2 separate regions of the Drosophila melanogaster genome follow, and region 1 is linked to region 2. The links are chromatin contacts, called in public Hi-C maps. All regions are on one chromosome and are shown on one strand. The core of a region is the stretch at or near the end of the contact, and the rest is flanking DNA. Distances in the headings are between cores, read along the strand shown. Region 1 holds the start of Chchd3 (Coiled-coil-helix-coiled-coil-helix domain containing 3). Region 2 holds the start of Zip99C (Zinc/iron regulated transporter-related protein 99C).

The links. A called contact is a pair of places that touch in the nucleus more often than the background predicts.
Region 1: a contact with region 2 is called in a Hi-C map of the Kc167 cell line, with 2.4 times the contacts expected there. A contact is called at or near these places in 4 of 107 Hi-C or Micro-C datasets (the Kc167 cell line, the S2 cell line and embryo).

Annotation. Positions count from the first base shown.
Region 1 is chr3R:31,050,981-31,055,725 of dm6, reverse strand. Chchd3 (Coiled-coil-helix-coiled-coil-helix domain containing 3) reads left to right here and starts at 1,811. Exons shown (of 3, transcript NM_143581.3): 1 at 1,811-1,893; 2 at 1,975-2,139; 3 at 2,419-3,110. The coding sequence starts at 2,013. The coding sequence ends at 2,963. It overlaps dco (discs overgrown), which reads left to right. Exons shown (of 4, transcript NM_001276203.1): 4 at 1-1,641. Alp4 (Alkaline phosphatase 4) reads right to left here. Exons shown (of 4, transcript NM_079862.3): 3 at 3,802-4,745; 4 at 3,186-3,741. The coding sequence ends at 3,314. mir-4948 (mir-4948 stem loop) reads left to right here and starts at 4,523; the gene lies at 4,523-4,628.
Region 2 is chr3R:29,867,267-29,872,411 of dm6, reverse strand. Zip99C (Zinc/iron regulated transporter-related protein 99C) reads left to right here and starts at 3,517. Exons shown (of 6, transcript NM_170444.3): 1 at 3,517-3,879. CG34133 reads right to left here and starts at 3,047. Exons shown (of 11, transcript NM_143485.3): 1 at 2,619-3,047; 2 at 2,358-2,562; 3 at 1,263-1,352; 4 at 1,035-1,173; 5 at 189-966; 6 at 1-128. The coding sequence starts at 2,704.

The sequences.
Region 1 (4,745 bases), core at 562-3,061, 1.2 Mb before region 2:
GATTGCGATTACCACGTGCAGTTCTCTAGCTTTAAGCAACGCTCTGACTTATAAGGCCCTCCTATGTTATATTATGTAACCTTCTGTACCGCCTACTCCCCTATCTATATATATATATTTATATATATATATATATATATATATATATATATATATATATATATATATATATATATATATATATACTTTCGTGGTCTGCACTTTGCTGCCTGTGTTCATATATATCTTTCCGATTTTTAAACACTTAAGCGCGCATTTCCCGAGCGGTGGGCAAATGGGATGCGAGATGTGGGAGCTGGGAGTTGGGGCAGCCCTTTGTTTACGCAACAAAATCATGTAACTAAGATAGAGAGCATATAAATTGCGTTAGACATACACAACAAAACAATTGCATTAACGTTTCGATTTAACAATGTAAGTAATGGCCCTGCGGAGGAAAGTTACACAACGCTAGCTAATAAACTATAGCTATAATATGAAATTTGTTTATAAGTAATACCAAACCGTAAAATAAAAAAGGAAAATGCAAAAAAAAAACTTAAATTCTAAATGCGCCAAGAGATAATGAATGGGTAAAAATATGAATATACATTAATATAAACTATATCTTATGAGAACACGTAAACATGTAAACCCCACAGCGATCGGCTGGCTAAGAACTAACAAATCAAAGAAATGCAAAACACAAATCGGATCACTGAACGCAGAAGCCACTAAAACTTAAATAAAAGTACATTACGTGATATTTCTTACAAATTGTTTTGTTTTCTAATCGGTTTGTTTCAGTCATTTTACTTTTATTTTTCGAACACAACTCCATTCGAAGCGCACGCCTTGCAAACGACCAACCTTGTAAACACGACCATATAGCGCATTCAGATTAGGGGATCCGCGACCGTGGAGAAGCCCCAATCCTCCTCCCCAAACCGAGAATTGAGAACCTAGTGATGAGTGTACATAAGAATAATATCCGAACCCCAAAAGTATAAAATTAAAATATATACATATGTGTGATTTTCCTCCTAGCATACAGAGTACTAAACCTAAACCATTAGCATTTTATTGATAGAAAAGAAACGAAATCGAAGCCCGACAAACTGATTCATAGCGATTATGAGCCACTAGAAATGGAGAACTAAATGATCTTGTATGAGCGAGCAGTCCATTCAGCATAAGCGAAATAGAGAAACTAACAAATTGAGAACATAGTAATTTCGAAGGTTTTGTATAATTAACTGTATATGTATATTGAGAATAGAATTTTGAACTAATAACTAATTATACTAATTGGATCGAGTTCGAGTGTATCATGGGCGATATGAGAGAAAATCATTAAAAATAAACCACCAGTGATATGGAATACAAAATAACCACAAACGAAATCGAAATCGAAATCGAAGCGGTTCATGAAACATTTCAAAAGTACGTTGGATCGGAATTCGACGGATGTATCGATAAGTGCACGATAAGGCCACATTTATGTAATTAGCAAGTATTTCGAATTAAACCGAACATGGAATATGTATGTGTGAACAGAATAAAAGCAGCTACTAAATAAGCCACACCACCATTCACAATAACAATTACGAACGAGGCATTAAAAAGCTTAAACAATAATAACACGACTCATCAGATTTGCTTATTGTGTTGTCAAACAGAAGTTGGGGGAAATTGTGGAGCTAAATTCCACCGTAAATGAAGGTTTCTTAAGTGAAGGATTTGAATATTCGATAATCTGGCAACGCCAATATACAAAAACAACCAGCCCTGGTCGAACAATCTGGCTACTCTACCGGTCAGCTGTTTTGCGTCTTTTTCGTGCTTGCGCTTTAAGGTCACTCTGAGCACGTCTTATTTTTGTTGGGTTGGCCCTGTAGTTTTTCACCGAAAAGGGTAAGGCCGAAATAAACAGATCGAAGCGATGCATGAGCTTGCGAAGACTTGACACCGATTAACCAATTGCCGATATTCCAGGTTTTGCTCCACGAACAGCAGCTAGAGGAACTTCAAAGATGGGAGCCCGACAGTCTCAATCCCGCGAGCCCCGAACCGTTTCAATGGAAAACCCAACTCCTGCCGGCGTTATTGATATATCCGACGATGTGGTCAAGCGACTGAAGGCGGGAATATCCCAGCAGGGTAAGCAATCCAATGGCATTGTGGAGTTATATCCGGAAATGACCATTTCACTCTGCTCGGTGTTATGCAACAATTGTCAAAACGGGCAAATGTTTACGCCAAACACAGTGGAAACTCGTTAACGAGAACAGCAGCAAGTTGTAGAGAGTGGCTCTTCTATCTTGTTCACAAAAAAAAAACGCACTTGAAAGGGTGTAGTTTTGGTTTCATTGGCTAGTTTCCATTCCTATTTGTATGTTTTTTTCATTAAACTATTGATTTATATCTTGTCCAATTCAGCTCGTGAGCACGCAGCCGCTGCGGAGGAATCGAAACCAGTGCCCAAGCCAACGACGAAGGCTGCCGCCAAGCCAGCCGCATCCTCGCCAGCTGCTTCTCCTGCTCCGAAAGTATCCTCCTATCCCGCTGCAGTGCCCATTTACGTCCAGGGAGGAGGACACACCATTAGCGCGGCCGATGTGCAGCGCCAGATGAACCAGGAGCTAATCAAGAATGACGAGCTGTGGAAGGAGCGCATGGCGAAGCTGGAGGAGAACCTCAAGAAGACCAACACCATCCTGGAGAAGGAGTACGCCAATGCTGTAGAAAATGTGCACAAGCGATTCGTCAGCACCGCGTCGTCGCACAAAGTGCCTCCCTGCCAGGACCTGAAATCCCAGCTGCTTGCCTGCTACCGCGCGCATCCCGGGGAGACCTTGAAGTGCATTGAGGAGGTGGCCCAATTCCGACAGTGCATCGATCTTCATCGCGTCCAGAAGCTGGATGCGGAACCAGAGTCGTCGAAAGTGACCTCCAAGGCCACCGTTCCTGCCAAGGCGGCCTAGGATCCTGGCAAATCCTTTTGTCCTAATTTGTTGACTTTTCTTTGAGGCCCCTTATGGGTTTTGTATAAACGATTGAGCGATCGATGGGGATGTACTCAAAACTTAAGCAAAAGTGTCATTGCGAGCGATAGTAAACTAACTTAAATGAATCAATCCATCGACGTTTTTATGGCCGGGATATTCTATTCAAGTTTACCATGACAAAAATAAAAAACATTGCATATTTTTCAGTGTATCTATTTGTTAAGTTGCAACGATCACTCCTCCATCTCGCTCACTCTCTCATTCAACGAAGCCATCCGTACGTCTATAAACTTTAATAACAATTAATATATTTAAAACAACATTAATTACAGCCCGCGACCGCGCAAAATAGCCGCAGTGGCAGCAGTCAAAATGGGGATCAAGGAGGCTCCCACAACAGTGGCGCCATTTCTCTTTGGATTGGGTTTGTCCAGCGGCCTATCCTTTTGCCCATCCTTGTGATCCTCACAGGAGTCATCGAAGTCCTTGGCAGGACCCAAACAGCCCGCGTAGCTCATCACATAGGCCAAGTAGTTCTGCTCGAAGACCCCGCGAATCAAACTGGAACCAGGTCCATATGCAAAGACAGCCACATCCTCGCCGCCGTGCGTTTCGTCCTTTCTGGGAACCGTCGCCAAGTGGCGATAAGTGGGAGCAGCCCGCTCCTCAGCGGTAAAATGCTTCAGGGGCATCCACATGTTGGAGCTGTTCTGAGGTCTGGAGTCATTCGCCAAGTGATCCCAATAGCCAGGACCTGAAAACATTCAAAGTTTGTTTTACCAGAAAATTCTGATAATGCTAAGGTCTAGCTTACCATTGGCATACGAGATGGTCTCGTAGAACATGGGATCGTTTTTCTCGTGTGAATTAGCTGTCCCCAGGATATCAGCTCCACGGAGCGCGTAACCATTAAAGGTGACCGCGTGGGAATGGTCTGCCGTCACCAGGATCAACGTTTCGTCGGGATCCGTATTGTTCACGGCCGCTTGGATTGCCAAATCGAATTCGTAGAGCTCGTGCAGAGCAGCACGGGCGTAGTTCATGTGGTGACCCTGGTCAATGCGACCTCCTTCCACCAGGAGCACAAAGCCGTTGGACTCATCGCCCCTTTCCAAGATTCCTAAGGCCGTCTCCGTCATCTCTTGCAGGGAAGGCTCTCCCGCCTCCCTGGCTATGGAGTACGTAATGTGATTGTTTCGGAACAGGCCCATCAAATGGTCCACCTTCTTGACATTCACATTAAGCAGATCCTTACGGTTATGTACCAATGCTGGAGGAACTGTGTCGTTGGCGTGATGGGCCAGCCACTCGGCAGGAAGGTTTCTGTTATCACCGCGGGTGCAAATTGTTTCCGTGGGTCCTTCGAAAATAGTAGTCTTCACCTCGGAGGCATTCAGAATGCCCATGGGCGACATTCCTCCGCCCAGGATCACATTGAACCGATTTCCCGGAGCATTCTCCACCAACTGACGGGCAATATCGACATGAAAGCCCACCGATTCCGCGGGCACTTCCGTGTCGCACTCCCAGTCCCGGTCGTAGATGTGGGCGTAGGTGGCGGCGGGCGTGGCGTGCGTGATCCTGGTTGTGGTGACCACGCCGGTGCGCTTGCCCTCCTTCTGGGCCCACTCCATGACGCTCTGGACCCTGCCTTGCTGCCCATTCTTCTTGGAGCGGGTGGCGTCCATTCCAATGGCTCCGTAATGGGTTTTCGAACCCGAGAAGATCGCAGTGGCAGTGCCCGCCGAATCCGGCACT
Region 2 (5,145 bases), core at 2,268-4,767:
TCTCAATGCGCTCGATTTCATCTTGGGATGGGCCTTGCGCCTTGTTGCTGGCCTCGTCGCGTGGTTTCACCACATAACCTCCCTGGATGGCCTTAAACAGATTCAGACCCTGATTCGGATCAATGGAACTAGAGAAGATAGTAATCCATTAGTAACTTTAGGCCACCAAAGGTTTAACATTCACTTACCTAACCCTCGCTGGTGCGGAATTGCTTTTCGCTGAATTTGATGGACTTGGCTTGGAGTGGACCGACGTGGAACTGCTGCCCAGAGATTGAGTGAGTTTTGGACCAGCAATGGTGACCGAAGCGACCATGGGGCGCATATGAATTGCAATTGTTGATGGCAAGGACGAAGATGCTGCCGAAGTCGAAGCCGATGCAGAAACAACTGTATTGGTGGAGGAGCAGGTCAGGGTGATATTGGAGGCTGAACTAGTTGCATTGTTAAGAGAGCTCTCGAACTCCATGACAAAGTCATCCCGCAGCTTTTGCTGAAGACCCTGCACACTCTTCACAGACCGCGTATCACTATCAGTGTCTTCGTTGTCCGCAGGAGGAAGACTATACTGATCTGAGGAACTGATGGAGCAATTACGAGACTTCTTCTTTCTTCGCGGTGGCGCCACGGGTCCCGACGAGGTGATGGAATCAGTAGTTTTAGACTGGGCAAGCTTTGTGCTTGCTATCACATCTGGTTCCTGCAAAACCATCGAGCCAACACCAGAGCTCTGCGCGGAGGATGCGGCACTAGGAATCCCTGTCGTGGTGGCGGCTACTTCCTTACCACTCTGCTGATGCTTGGGCGACACCCTGGGCGTGCTCATCCCGGAAGAGGTGTTTCCAACGCTCGGTGGAGTATTGGAGCTGGTAGACGATGTAGGCTGCGCCTGTTGTTGCTGCTGCGCCTGCTGCTTCTGCTGTTGCGCATTCAACGAGGCCAGGGACTCGCGATCTATGCTTATAGCTTGAAGCAAATGAATTAAGAGTGTCAGTGGCTGCTATGTTTTCGTGAAAATACTGATTTCTACTCACCAGATGGATCAATGCTGCCCGCCAAGATTCGGCCCACGCGACCCAGTGATGTCATGCTCTGTATGCTCATCGCATCTGTCTCAATGACCTTAAACGGATGCGTCGAACGGTTGGTAAAAATGCCATCCGTTGAGCTATTCTGCAAGTTTAATTTAAATCATAAGTACACGTGGGTAAGCTGGGCAAACGGAAAGCTGAGCAAACAGGCTAGATTACAAAAATGTATACCTGAGAATCAGGTGTGAGTGTATTTCCTGGATTATCATCTTCATCGTTTTGCATGCACTGACGTAGTTCGTGAAAGCGCTGTCTACCCAACTATATGCGATATATTTATGTCATTTTTTTTAACGTATGCATATTAACATTGGTAGAGATTCGAGTTTAAGTTGGTTTCCATTTTTAAGTTGAGTATTGTTTTTTATTCGTTGGATTTACGAAATGAGGCGGAGAAAATATGAAAGTAAAGAACACAAATATGGACACAAAATTAAGGGGGTGATTTGGTTTTTGTTCATTAGATTGTGCTTTTTGGCTATTAAGAACTAAAAATCACCCAATTCTAAAAAATTGCAGTTCACCTGCCCAGGATTATGAAAAATGAAACAACAAATGTGGCCATAGGTTGGCAGATGTGCAACTGCTAAGTAATCATGAACGAATTTTTTCAGTGATGATGCAAAACGTGTGATAGGGGTAAATGCAGTACCTCAAAACCTGCCATTATCTTTACACCTTGAAATAAATGTTCTCTTGCTAATTAAGACTAGGTAAATTCCATAAACCGTATCATATCGGTTTTTAATCAATTTCTAAGGCAGTGACAGTTTTTAAATGTCGCTAAGGGAGCGGTTGAGAAATGTATGGCTGTGAGCATTGATAATAACTATGGGAAGTTGGCGCGAAATGGTAGGTATATGACCATCTATATGTGGAAAGATAAGGAACAACAATAATAAAGACCTAAACATAAAAATATACTTGCTTTACCAAACGAATGGTTCCTAATATTGTACATATATCTCATCCACTAGTGTTTAAAATAGAACAAAATAAATGAAAAAACTGCACATGATGATCACAGACATTGGACAGAGCGCAGTTTTTAACCGCTTTAAAAATTTAGCCATAAATTTAAGCTTCACATGGTAGTAAACCTTCTACAAATTACACCACCAGACATATGAGCTGAATGAGGGCTTTCACACGTGGGAATGGTGTTCCAAGGCCACTGATGATGGATCGTTACCCTAGTAGATGACATCATAACTGGGTCTAGCAAAACGGAAGTAAGAGCACTCCATGTGGACCCCATTCACTTACAGGTCCTATCACGGGCTTGGGCTCAACGAAGACCCCTGCATCCTGCGGCTTTAGCCGGGCACCCAGGCTATTAGTGGGACTCCGGGTGGCGGGCGTTCCAGCGCCAATGGGCGTAGCATCGCTGTCGGATGAGGCGGCGGCATTCACTCTCACGGCGGGCTCGGGAAAGATGAACTCCTGGGCCACCTCGGGCGGCAGCTTTCGACTGAAATGGCCAGGGATTAATTAAACATTTTTACGGGGTAAGCCACAAGAACCTACCACAAAGTCGAATGGCGATTGGGCGTAGTGTCCTCGGCATCGAAAAACTCCTCTGAACTGTCCGAATCCGTTTCCAGCTTACTCATTTCGTGATTTGTGCGTTTGTGATGGGTTGTCGGCGTTATCTAACCACCCAATCGTATGCAAATTATCCACCAAATTACGATTTTCTCTATGGTTTTTTGTTATTGATTCCCTTTTGTTGCTGCGGCGCCCCACTGTCTTTTGTTGTTGTTGCTTTGTTGCTTTCTACTCGTGTGACGTCACTCGCTGCCGCACTAGCGCTGAATGCACTGCATTTAACATGTTGCTATCGCCTGCGTTTTATTACACATAATTATACTGCTAATTTAGTTCCTAATCAATTGTTAATTGAGTTTTTACGCTTGATACGCGTAAATACTAGTGGTGTCAAAGATGCAATAATGATTTCGATTGCGTCAAGTATGATTAATAAGCAATCGATTGAACTAGCGATGGGCTATTGGTCGTGCTTGCTCGTGACACGCAAAAATGCGGCGAGAGTCCGCGCGTATTTTAAATTTATACACTGTATTAAATTTATACAAAAACCTAATGTTTTATGTTTATATTCCAATATTAAATCGAAAATATATATATACAAAATTTTTAATTTCCTACATCTCGCTTTGAAAATAACGTATTTGAGGCAATAGGGGGCATTTAAATATTTTCTACATAAGTCGGATTTCTACATATATGTGCCTAATTTTACTATGGTATTTAATTATCGATCACTGGTAGTCACACAGCTGATATCAAGCTCCCCCACCATTGTTGGGATCTCTGCTAAGATAAAATTCAACCTGTTATCGATAACCGACATTTTTGATTGTGGACTGCCACCGCTATCGAAATGCACCATATTGCTTTGTTATTGTATTTTCCGCACGGCCCTCGAACAAAGTAAACAAATGTATAAATGCATGTGTTTTTGGCGAGCTTGTAACTGTTAGTGAAGCGACGCGCGGAGCGACGACATCAACATTAAGCCCGTGTTTCGAGTTAGGCGAGGCCAGGCGTACGTTTAACCCACGCAGAGCCCGGGCGAAATAAACGTAAATTCACGCAATTACTTCGCAGTAAAAAAAGCATCGGGTGCCAATGATCGCTACTACGCAATAGAAAAGTAATTTATCATACAATTTCGCCACTGCAAAAATCGAAAGTTTCGGGTTTTATTCCCTGCTATAAAAGTGATAAGAGCACGTTAACCCGTTCCTGTTACAGCTGAATAACGGTAAAAATAACTGCACACCCATCCCAACCGATTATCTGAAATCGGGCTCGAAGACAAAGTCTGGTATTTAATGGCAGCCACCTAATGATTATGTGACATTTCGCTTTGTGGTGAAAGAGATCCTAATCCATTAAAACTATATACTATATGCATGAATGTAGGATCTAGAAGATGAAAACATAAGTGCTTAAATCGACTCAGCTGGTGTTGCTTATCAGTTATGTACAAAGTACATATGTTTCTCTGTAGATAATTCCATTGTTTTATCGTGCGGTTTCAAATAAAAGCATCAGAGACGTTTTCGAAAAATGTGTTGAATTTTTAGAAGTACATGATACGATACTTCTTTTGAGCAAACTTCCAACTTCCGCATAGATCTCTTGATATGCCGCATAACTAACCTAGTGTAAGATTATCATCTGCACGTCACTAATAGCGGCCATATTTGAGTAATTTTGAACAGTACTCAATCTAATCTCGAATCTGTGCTCTGAACACTATAATCATATTGAGCGTATTGCGTTTTATCAGCGGTACATATATGTATGTATGTATATAGAAAAACAAATGGACTAGACTTTGTTGAACAACAATACAATGATAACTTGTTTGGCAAACTGGTTTCGCGGCTTCAATCTTGTTTATTAATAATGTAGAATCGAAGGGTTTGCTTCTCCGTATGCTGGTTAATCAAACTCAAAGCCATGTGATACTCAGTGCTCGGTTGTGGGTGTAGACATATGCACATAGTACCCTGATCGGAACAAAGAACTTTCTTCGGTGTTCTAGGTGATTTACAAGGGTGACAAATCTATTTATGACTAGTGCAGCAAAGCTGAAGCTCGATTAAAACTCGGGAATGTACCAAGTTTCCTTTTTCCCATGCCATACACTTTAATATTCTTTGTTGATGAATTCCCTTTATCTATACTTTCTTTATATCTGCTCGGGCACACTCCTTATCACCCAAGGGACCAAGTTTCTCATTCGGATTGTTTGCCCCGCACGTTTTGATTGATAATCAAAGCATGTTCACTACGCCATGTCCCAGTTTTAGTGCAGCGTGCAAAATAATCTCTGCCATTTTGATGATCCATTCAAAAGTTTGCGGCCCTACTGGCGACAATAATGATTCACAAGTGATTGGCGAGCTAGCAACTCTTTTAATTGCATCTTTACGCCAAATTGTATTTATAGCACGAGCTTTGGAGTCCCCTGTTTATATTTTCTTTTCAATTCATCTATAAGAAGGCGAAGAAGACGATA